2 separate regions of the Rattus norvegicus genome follow, and region 2 is linked to region 1. The links are chromatin contacts, called in public Hi-C maps. All regions are on one chromosome and are shown on one strand. The core of a region is the stretch at or near the end of the contact, and the rest is flanking DNA. Distances in the headings are between cores, read along the strand shown.

Region 1 (5,107 bases), core at 2,510-5,009:
CTGGGATACATGGAGGGGTGTGTGTGTGCGTGTGTGTGTGTGTGTGTGTGTGTGTGTGTGTGTGTGTGTGTGATCTTTTTATAAGGAAATATTTGTGCAAAGAACTTCTGACTCTAATGATAAATACAATCAAAGTTTGGCAATCAGATATTATGGCAAATGTGTTTAAGGAAGGCAAAAAGTGTTGTTTTCTAATATTTCAAGATGGCCAATATAACAGTTGGGGCGTTTAAATGCTTTGGGAATGATGACTGTAGGAAGAGCTTGTCCTAAATCCTAGGGACAAAGAACACCGATATGCCAATCCGCAGGTGAGGTGCTAGAGACACAGCAATGGCTACTGGAGAAGACCCAGGAGGGTGGACACAAATGACACTTCAAAGGAAAAAGCTGCATAATTTGGAAAATTCTGAAACACCGAATTTGAGGGGCTTATACGGATTATCAACAGGAGAGGAAAAGAGAGCGGGGGCAGGGCAGCTACAATGTAGGGAAGGACAAACTTGACATTTAGACATGCTGTTCAATACAGCGGAGTTCCCAGGCGGAAATTCTCCGGATTTCTCCCTGTCCCCTTCAATACAGGGGCATTTGGTCTGGAGATAGCAAAGACAAATTTTAGACGAATGTATTAAGCAACGTTTGAAAATGTTGAGGTCCCAGCCTGCTGATGCTGGGCCATGTAAGAAGCCATTAGAGCAGCCCGACTAGATGACAGAAAGACTCGGAAAAATATTTGTTTTACAATGTCCATAAACACTGAAATTTCCAAATCTACTAGATGGACATAAAAATGGAAGAGTTATAACCTGAGTGGGATGCTAATATCACTGATATCATTTCCTTGGCCAAACTGAATCTGTCCTTGGAGAACTAACTCAAATGTCTGTCCACAGCCCTCCTGACTCCCGCTCCCCAGGCAGTGGGTCATTTTACCGTTCACCTTCCCACAACACTGTTTACATTTCTGTCACAGCCCTCGCCTCTAGTTCTGTGCATGTTTTTCCCCCTTGCCACCGGGTGGGAAACAACATGTAGATGGGAAGTGTTTTCCCATCTCCGCATTCCTCACTTCTCAGCCAGCAGTGCTTGGTGGGTGACAATTCATCACTGACGATCTCCAGCCAAGGGGATGCTGAAAGCGTGGACGAAGCGGTGTGCTATCGCTGTAGCGAGGCCCGTATACACATCCCATGTCACTTTTCTCCAACGCAGATAACGCAGAACCAGCAGAGGCAGTACTCTCATTACACACTGCTGGCCCGTATTTGTAATGTGCGACATTTTTTATGAAATACTGTCAAAGGCAATCCATCACCGAGTAACCTTTAGATTATATGCTGAGGTTGGTTTTAAACAGGGACGTAAATGAACTCCAAGGATGATGCTGGCTTCTAAGGAGGGAGTGATCAAAGAGTTCCACAGGGGCAGAACCCCATGTTCTTCTATACGCAGGATAGTCACATGGCAGTGACTGAAGGGGGTTTCTGCTGTCTGTTTTTACTTGGGGACAGGGTGATTGAGATGATAATCATGTGACTATGAAATGTGGCTGACTATTTGTGTCCTGCAGTACATCAGGTGAGGACATGGCAAAGGAATGAAGACAACTAAAGGGCAGGCAATCTTTGACACGCTCCAGGTTTGTAATAACTATCTTGAGAGAGATATATTTGCACATTTATATATACATTCATATATATATACATTCACACACACATAAATATATATATATATATATATATATATATATATATATATATGACACAGGGCACCCTAAGTTAATTTCAGATGCCAATTGGACTCACAGTTCAAGGGGCTCTGTAGATCTGGAAAGGTCTACAATCTTATACATATTATAGAATATAAATAAAAGAAACCTTCTAAGTCCCATCACTTCTGTGTAAATCCTGAGTGAAGCTGCCTCTGCTGGGTTTAGTGCTTCCTGTTAAGGCAAGGCTGATTGTGAGAAGAACACTAAAATTGTAATTCTTTGTCTTCCTTAATTAGACCCAGAGCTCACCACAGTTCTTGCTGCAGCTGTGAGAAAATCCAAGCAATAATTCACATTGTCAGGTCAGCAGAAACAGACACAGGGGTCTGATGTGACCAAGATCTGCTTAAGGGATCTTTCTGTGGATTGAATAGCTCAGAAGAGGTACATACTCTTCCACAGAGAAAAAAAAAATCCCCAAAGATGTTGAGCACAAGCAGCAATGAAAATGGATGGCAGTGGCATCTCATGCCACCTTTCCAGATGCCATTCCGTAGGAGGCAGATAAAGCACCTCGATACCAATTGACGTGGGGCGCTAATTAATAAGTCCCATTAAATCACGGAGTAATGACATTTAGCATCTAATGAATGCCTCATAATCTCTTGAATCATTAATATTTCATAGCGTCAGAGCATAAGGATAGCCGTTCGAGGCTGGTACAGCATGGTTTTCTGCCTCTGACGTGGCCCCAAGGGTGTAGGTGGGTCCCTTGCCATGCAGAATATATGTGCACATCGTTCACTCCGTACCTTGGACCTAAGGATTCCTCTTTTAGAAAGATCATGCCTGCCATTTTTGGAGTGAACATCTGTGACTTCAGAAAGCCCCGGGAGAGCAGAAAGTCTCAGATGTTGACTGGTGTAGAGCACTGGTTTGTTGTTGACCCTCGATGACCACCAGAGAAACTGGCACAGGAGAAAATCGTTAGTTTGATTTATCACTGGAGGGAGGGCTTGCCTTATTCAAAGGCAATAATCACTTGGTAGAGCAGGTGCCACTGCAAGGCCATATTGATCCAGGAGGCCAGTCAGTCACTCAGGCGTGGAGATAGCTCAAGAAAAAGAAGTCTATCTCGGAGCAGGCAGAAATGAAGTGGGCCGCTATTATCTCTGACTGTGGCTCTGTGGCCTCAGGGGCACTGGGCATCTTCTTGCAGAGGAAGGGCTGGAGCAGAGAAAAGGGTTCCAGGCTGCCGCGAGCAAAGTGAGAGGGGAAGGTCTGTCTACAGAGCTGGCTGCCAAGGTCTCTGAGACTGGATTCTTCAGAAGTCTAGAAGAGAGGCTGGCTGTTCTAGATCAAGAGTCTGAATACTCAAAACCGCCCACGTTCAAGGATGAGATTTGCTCCGGGGGCAAAACAGACAGTGATCAAAATCGACTTGGACAAGAGGCAAGATCCAGCGTGATGTTGGTGGATGTCTTGTAAGGTCGTGGGAGGGACAGAGGACCGGAGGCGGTGTGCGCAGGGGCAGGTGGCAAGAGGGTTGGAATCTAAGGCAGGTATATAAAGGCAGAAGGAGCCAGGGACGCAAAGGCCCGCGGGAGTGGGGGAAAGAGCGTCTGGAAGAGTTGAAGAAAAGTAAAGAGAAAGTAGGGACTGGGTTAAGAGGAGAAAGGACGGGAGAGAGAGCAAAGGGAGGACGGAGAGCAGAAGTGAAGAAAGGGAGAGGGGGCTGGAGAGAGGGGGCTGACCGCGGGAGCTGGAAGCAGGGAGAAGGACGAGGGGCGTGATCGGCCCGGGTAGGGGGTGGGTTGTGGAGAGTGTGGCTAAGGGGGAGGGCCGCGGGAAAGTAAGAGCGCCGCGGGAGGGCGCGGGGCCGGGCGGGAGGAGGCTCCCGCGGGGGAGTGAGGCGGGCGGGCGGCTGTGGGAGGGAGAGTGCGGGGCAGGTGGCGGGGAGGGAGGGCGCTCGGCGGAGCGCCGAGGCCAAGTGCATTGTGTCTGGCGGCGGCGGCGAGCCCACCGGCGGCTGCTGCTGCTGGCCGGGAAGCCATGGAGCCACGGGCGCTCGTCACGGCGCTAAGCCTCGGCCTCAGCCTTTGCTCCCTGGGGCTGCTCGTCACGGCCATCTTCACCGATCACTGGTACGAGACCGACCCCCGGCGCCACAAGGAGAGCTGCGAGCGCAGCCGCGCGGGCGCCGACCCCCCGGATCAGAAGAACCGCCTGATGCCGCTGTCGCACCTGCCGCTGCGGGACTCGCCTCCCTTGGGGCGCCGGCTGCTCCCCGGCGGCCCTGGGCGCTCTGACCCGGAGTCCTGGCGCTCGCTGCTGGGGCTCGGTGGGTTGGACGCCGAGTGTGGCCGGCCGCTGTTCGCCACCTACTCCGGCCTCTGGAGGAAGTGCTACTTCCTGGGCATCGACCGGGACATCGACACCCTCATCCTGAAAGGTGAGCGGCGAGCGCGCCCCGCGTCCCTGCGTCCGCGCGCGGAGCACAGTCCGGGCATCCCAGGGGCGCGCTGGTCCCCGCGGTTGCCTCTCCAGTTGCTGCGCTCCGTTGCCCCGCTCATTTTTCACCCTTCCAGGCTGCTTCCCTGCTTTCCTTTTCCAGCTACTCTTCTCTCTCCCGTTCCTTGCTGCTTCATCCTACCTATCCTTCTTTTACCATTTTCCTGGACTCTGTTTTACCCCTCACCGCTGTCTCTCTTTCCCTTGACTCTCCTCTGGTCCTTCTCCGCCCGTGCACCTGGCTGACTGGGGATGTATATGTGAATTTTCTTGACCCTGTTCCCAGGGAGGGTGACAGCCCAAAGACTGATCTTTCTCAACTAGGTTTCCTCCCTCAAGTTGCATTTTCCTTTGAGGCATGCCCTCTGGAAGAGATGAGGTATAAACCCTAGGACGAGGGAGGAGGGCTTTCTCGTGGATTGAGCTGGGTGATGTATGTGGGCATCCCAGCCTGGAGGATTCATGGGGAGCGAAGGTCTGTCCCCCAAACACTCCCAAGTTCAGGGTCTGTTTGAATTGGACTTTGCATTCCCTAATTCATTAATAAAAGCAGCTAAGACACCTGCTTTATTCATTATTCAACATTCCCGATGACCACCCTCCTCAGGGTCAAAGTAGCTAAGGAGAGCCAAGGGCCAAGTCCTTGAAAGTAGACTTGGGCTGGGAGACTCTACCTGTCACACTCTTATGGTTGTGACACTCTGTAGGCTGTCCTTATTGTTGGTTTTTGGGCTTTGTGTTGGTGTAGCATCACTTTGCTCTTCTGGAATCTATGCAACACCCATCTTCTGTATGTAATCAGGTAGTTTGAATTTTTTTTTTTTTTGCAATCCCATGCATGTAAAAATATTCAATGTGACAGTCCTCTTCTGTAGCGCTTCC
Region 2 (5,081 bases), core at 6-2,505, 130 kb before region 1:
CTGTGTTAAAGGGTGGTAGCATTAAGAAGGTCAAGAACCACTGCCCCAGAGCCAAAACTTTTCGGAGAAATGAAAGGATCCACAGATCTGCCTTGAGTTTGTCTGGTCCCTGTAGTCCCCAAGGCCAGAAGGTCCACCCTGCGGCGTGTTATATAAGTGGGCGTGGTGGGGGCGAAGGTGAGCTGTGCACAGTAGATTGGCAGTGTGTGCTCGGGGCATGCTGGGATCTGCAGAAACATTTTTCCAGGATTCGTGTCAATTTCAAAGTGCTCAAAACAAGCCTGAAAAAGCGGCCAGGAAAGCTATTATTGCTGCCTTATATCCTTGTTGGAACAAAATGTGAAACAAAAACGAGTGAAAGAGAACACAGCAAGTCATTGTGTAGCAAACTTCACCGTCCAGGTGTACCTGGCTGGCGTGCTGGTAACTCAGGAAGGTCAGGAACCAGGCTGTGGCAGTTGCTTTAAATCCCTGTGTGTGTGTGTGTGTGTGTGTGTGTGTGTGTGTGTGTGTGTGTGTCTGTTCGGGGGAGCTGTGTCCTTGAAGGGAGTGCGGGTGAAGGGCACTCCTCGATAAAATCTTGTAGATTTTTTTTCCCATTTCCCTGTCTGTTTTCTAGGAACAAGTGGGTTCATCGGACTCGCTAGCGAATGATCCCTTCTCTAATTTATGTTCCTTTCCTTAAGGCTTCCCCGTTCTGGCTCAGGGCGAGCAGACAGGAGGGGCATAGAAAGATGCAGACCTTGGGCAGAGAGGCAGAACTAACTGCCCCTGCTTGGACCCAAGCAATGGCAAACCCTCCCCCGCAACTTCTTTCTTGCCCTTCATGGAGCTTTTGTGGGACCTGGAAAGGAAATGAATTCTAAAGGCAGGAAATGACCCAAAGACCGGAACAATGTGTGTGAATCTAAACTCGTGCTTCCGCCTCTTGGTTACAAAGCATTCTAATCTGTGTCCCAGGAAGCCTAGCCCATTGCCAGATGGAGAGCTGTTTTCAGACTGGCTCTTGGCATCTGCCACTCCCAGCTGGTGACATTCGCACGTTTCAGAAGGCAAACCTGTCCCCGCATCTTCAAACTTCTGGAGAGGTGTAACCCCAGGAAAGTCCTCGAGTCTCTTTGGCTGACAGCCCCAACCATCTGATGCACTTCGTCTGCGGTCGAACTGCTGCTGGACTCCAGCCTGGAACGCCAGCACATTGAGTCTGTTCTCAAAGATCTTCAGCATCTGAAACCAAAGTGTGTCTCTGCTGCCAAAAAAGGCTGGCTCCCTCGCCTGCTACATAATCCCTTTCTCACCAGGCGTTCCTGAAGAAACCCGATGAGTCAGGGAGAAAGGAAAAAAAAAAGCTTCTGAAGGAAGCCTAGGGGTGGGTTGCCTACCTCAGCCTCAGAAAGCCCCTTCTGTTTGGCAATCCACTAACACTTAGGGATTTGATTTTTTACTTTTCCCATCTTTCCTTCCTCTTCTGTCAGCTCTCACCTCCAGAGACCCTTCATTTACCACGCCTGTAATTTGCTCTGCAAAAAGCTCGAGGCCCTCAGATGGGGAATTAGTCACCATTGTAAGGTTAGACTTCACTTCCATCCCCAGGAGCAGGGTGAGAAAAAGGGCCCACTCTGACTTCCAGAAGAGACCATCATTCAATTGCTCCGTTCTGACTCCGGGGCCTGTGCTTTTCCCAGGGTTTTAATTTTTATGGGACTCTATACATCAGTCTCCCTGCATAAAGCTAGGAACCAGTTGGGGTCTGAACGCTGTGAAGTGACTTGTGGGATGTCTGCTTCCAACAGGTATCCCACTGAGGCTAAGGGCCCCCTCATCCTTCTGTCCGCCCCCCCCCCCGCCACCCCCCCCTGCCGCCCCCCCCCTCCGGGAATCAGAAAGTAGGTTTCCTGGGGGGGGGGGGGAAGTGCTTAACTCTCAGCGTTTCTGAAATGCCAAACAGATTGAAGTTTAAAGAGTCTGGCGTGTTTGTTGACATCTGGCTTACAGAAAAGCCTCTGTGAGGAAGAATGGAGAGAGTCAACGGGGGTCTGGTGAGAAGGCGTTGCTCTTCTGGCTTGAGGCATCTGTCCTGGAGCACAAAGCCATTTCTCGCCACTCTCTCAAACGGTGTTGTGTATTATGAAAGAGGTTTTTAAAAAATGTGTTCTGATAAGCTGGGACTTATTCCTGGAAAAGGAATATGGGTTCTGTTACAAGATAGGAGCTTAATGTCAATACAGGCCGTATCAACTGTCAGCGGCTGTGAGTCGAGAGTCATTAAAAGCTTGGCATGGTGGCTTGGGGCCAACACAGCCTTCGTTTCCTTTGCCTATAGACAGTGAGGACAAGACAAAGCTAGACATATAGAAATCATCTTCCCTACTCTGGACATCAGACAAGCAAGATAAGAAGCTACTGACCCAAGGAGAAAACAAAGAACAAGGATTTTGATTACAAGCTATGTTTATAAGATGCCCCCCTCCCCGAACAAACCAAACCAAAACGGAACAAAGCCACAAAGTAACCATGCTGTCAGAGTCACGTAACATGATCTTGAATTTAGTTAGGGCAACTGAGATAAAAACAGTTGGACAGAAAACTCCAGATTATGTTAATGTGCGATTGAGGCTGGTTAACAATTAGCAAGGAAGGCACCAGATTTAACCGATTTTTGCATTAATTCCAACCCTAATTATCTGTTAAAAATTGACATAGTTAAGTACAGTTAGATTGTTTTAATATGTAACAGAGCCATAGAATCTATTGTGTGCTCTTTGGTCCTTATTTGGGACGCGTAGCCACTGAGGGTCTAATCTTTTGCGTTCATAGACTGACAAGTGGTGTGATACAATTTATGAGAGGCCAGAGCTGTACCATAATGGCCAAGTTTATGTTTTGCTTAACTGCAGGTTTCTCCGGGGCCCTTGCTAGACGTGTCCATCAGAAGCTGGGGGCTTATATAGAAGAAAACAAAGTCAACAGAGGAAGAATGGAGTCCTTGCTTGCAAGCTGGACCATGCTCCCAGGACACCCAGTCAACTCACAGGGCTATCACAGGGCCCTGTTCTCAGCGTCTGGGCGAGCAGTGGTTGCTGAGGTCATGGGACAGCAGTAAATGTTGGCTGAAGACGCACCACAGTAGGTTGTGTCACTTTGCCAGCTTAGACGTCTTATCTGGGAGGCCGAGGTGCTCAGTAGTTACTGGTATCGGGCAAGCATCCAGATCCAGACCAGACCGATGCTAGGGTTTGAGAAGATGTCTGGTATCCGATTGGCGTGCACATCCTTTTGAAAGCCACATGTACTTTTTTGTTGTTGTTGTTGTTTTTGTCTTTCATGCTTCACAAAACCAATACAGAGCAAAACAAAACACTAAGATTTAAATTTGGGTCCAGCAAGTAAAGGTATTTACTGCTGAGTCCAGTGACCAGAGTTTGATCCCAAGAGACTGCGCAAAGGTAGAAGGAGGAAACTGACTCCTCAGAGCTGTCCTCTGACCTCTTTGCATGCATGGAAACACGAATGCACACCACCACTGCCATTTAAAAATAATATATTTTACATTTTTTTAAAGTAGGAAACAATATAATCCCTGGAAAAAGGCGAGTGGAGGAGTGGCCATGTGTGGACAGGACCCAGCATGGAGAGGCCTACCTGAGAGACCTACACTATCACTAGGCACAATTACATCCTTTTATAAGTAATTCATATCAAAAGTGAAATAAATACATACATATATAGAGGGGTGCAATATATATATTGGGGTGCAATATATATATATATACATATATATGCTGGGGTGCAATATATATGTAGTTATTTTGTTGGGACCTACTCACTGATTTTAAGTTCATTAATTTTGGCTGATGATAGCGATATGAAAATGATGATGGGAATATTTGAAAGTTTGGGGATTCTGGATTGGATCGATAGGAGTTGGCTGCAGTGAGCAAAGATGGACTGGATGCCTCGGGCTAATTGGTCAGAATACAATAACAGGGAGCTGGCTTCCTTACCTGCAGTGGCAGTGCTTCCCCATTATCCCCAGCACACTAATCAAATGAGCATGCTTCATTGGTATGTGCACGACCTGAAGAGTTTTTCCACATGACCCATATTCTCTATTTTATGTGTCTTAGAGGAATCCCTCACTGGTCTGGAACTCACCATATAAGCTAGACTGTCTGGCCAGTGAGCTCCAGGGATTCACCTCCCCAGTGGATCCACCTCTTCGTGTGTGTGTGTGTGTGTGTGTGTGTGTGTGTGTGTGTTGGGAGCGAGGACTTGGGAATTAAACTCAGGTTTTTGAGTTTGCAAGACAAACGCTCTATTTACTAAATCATTTCTCTAGCCTTCTTTCCCTGTTTGGCTGCTGTCGTTGTTGTTTCGTTTGGAGACAGGATCTCATGTGGCCGGGCTGGCCTTGAACTCATGATTCTTTTGCCTCTATCTTCAAAGTGCTGGGCTTACAAATGTGTGTCACCATGCTAGGCTTGAGCGTTCTTTATTAATGCAACTGCTTGGCAGACTGTTAAAGCTGTCTTATATAATCACTTGTAAGCTATCTCCAGTCGAAGGCTTCTGAGTTTGTTTTCTAACCTGCCACAGACTAGGTGATGGCTAATTTTCTGTGTCAAGTTGTCTGGCTGCCACTAACCAGATATTCGATAAAATGTTATTTAGAGGTTTCTGTGGGAGTTATTTTTAGTGAAATTAATATTTCATCAGTAGACTTTGAGCAATGCAAGTTGTCTCTTCAGATATGGATGCTGGGCCTCCTCTAATTACTTAAAGTTCTTCATAGACTGAAGACTGACTCTGAGCAAGAAGGAATTCTTCTAGGAAAAGGTCTATATCTTCCTTCAGAATTTCCACCGGCCTCACCCCATTACATGCTGAGTTCTCTAGGCCTCCATTGCACATGCCAACTCTGTTAAATACATGTCTAGGGTTGGAGAAATGGCTCAGATGGTGGAGTGCTCTCTGTGCAGCTCTGAGTCCAGATCCTCAAAACCAATGTAAAGAGCTGGGTACAGTAGATGTGCCCATAATCCCAGCCTGAGAAGGTAGAGCTCCCTGAAGCTTGCTGGCCA

Evidence for each region. A called contact is a pair of places that touch in the nucleus more often than the background predicts.
Region 2: a Hi-C map of Schwann cells shows a contact between it and region 1, with 2.5 times the contacts expected there. The contact joins the enhancer-like site here to the promoter of Tmem178a in region 1. A contact is called at or near these places in 2 of 12 Hi-C or Micro-C datasets (Schwann cells and frontal cortex).

What each region holds. Positions count from the first base shown.
Region 1 is chr6:19,814,461-19,819,567 of GRCr8, reverse strand. Tmem178a (transmembrane protein 178A) reads left to right here and starts at 3,759. Exons shown (of 4, transcript NM_001004282.1): 1 at 3,759-4,166. The coding sequence starts at 3,767. It overlaps LOC134479321 (a long non-coding RNA gene), which reads right to left. Exons shown (of 2, transcript XR_010052483.1): 2 at 4,762-5,107.
Region 2 is chr6:19,946,440-19,951,520 of GRCr8, reverse strand. The region is part of intron 2 of LOC102551891 (a long non-coding RNA gene); the gene reads right to left. Among named protein-coding and RNA genes, the nearest start is that of Map4k3, 80 kb to the left of the region's middle. Within about 2 kb of position 1,255, at least 48 of the 93 cell types and tissues checked have an H3K27ac peak or open chromatin away from gene starts, as enhancers often do. A contact at or near this core is called in Schwann cells, where this site is marked.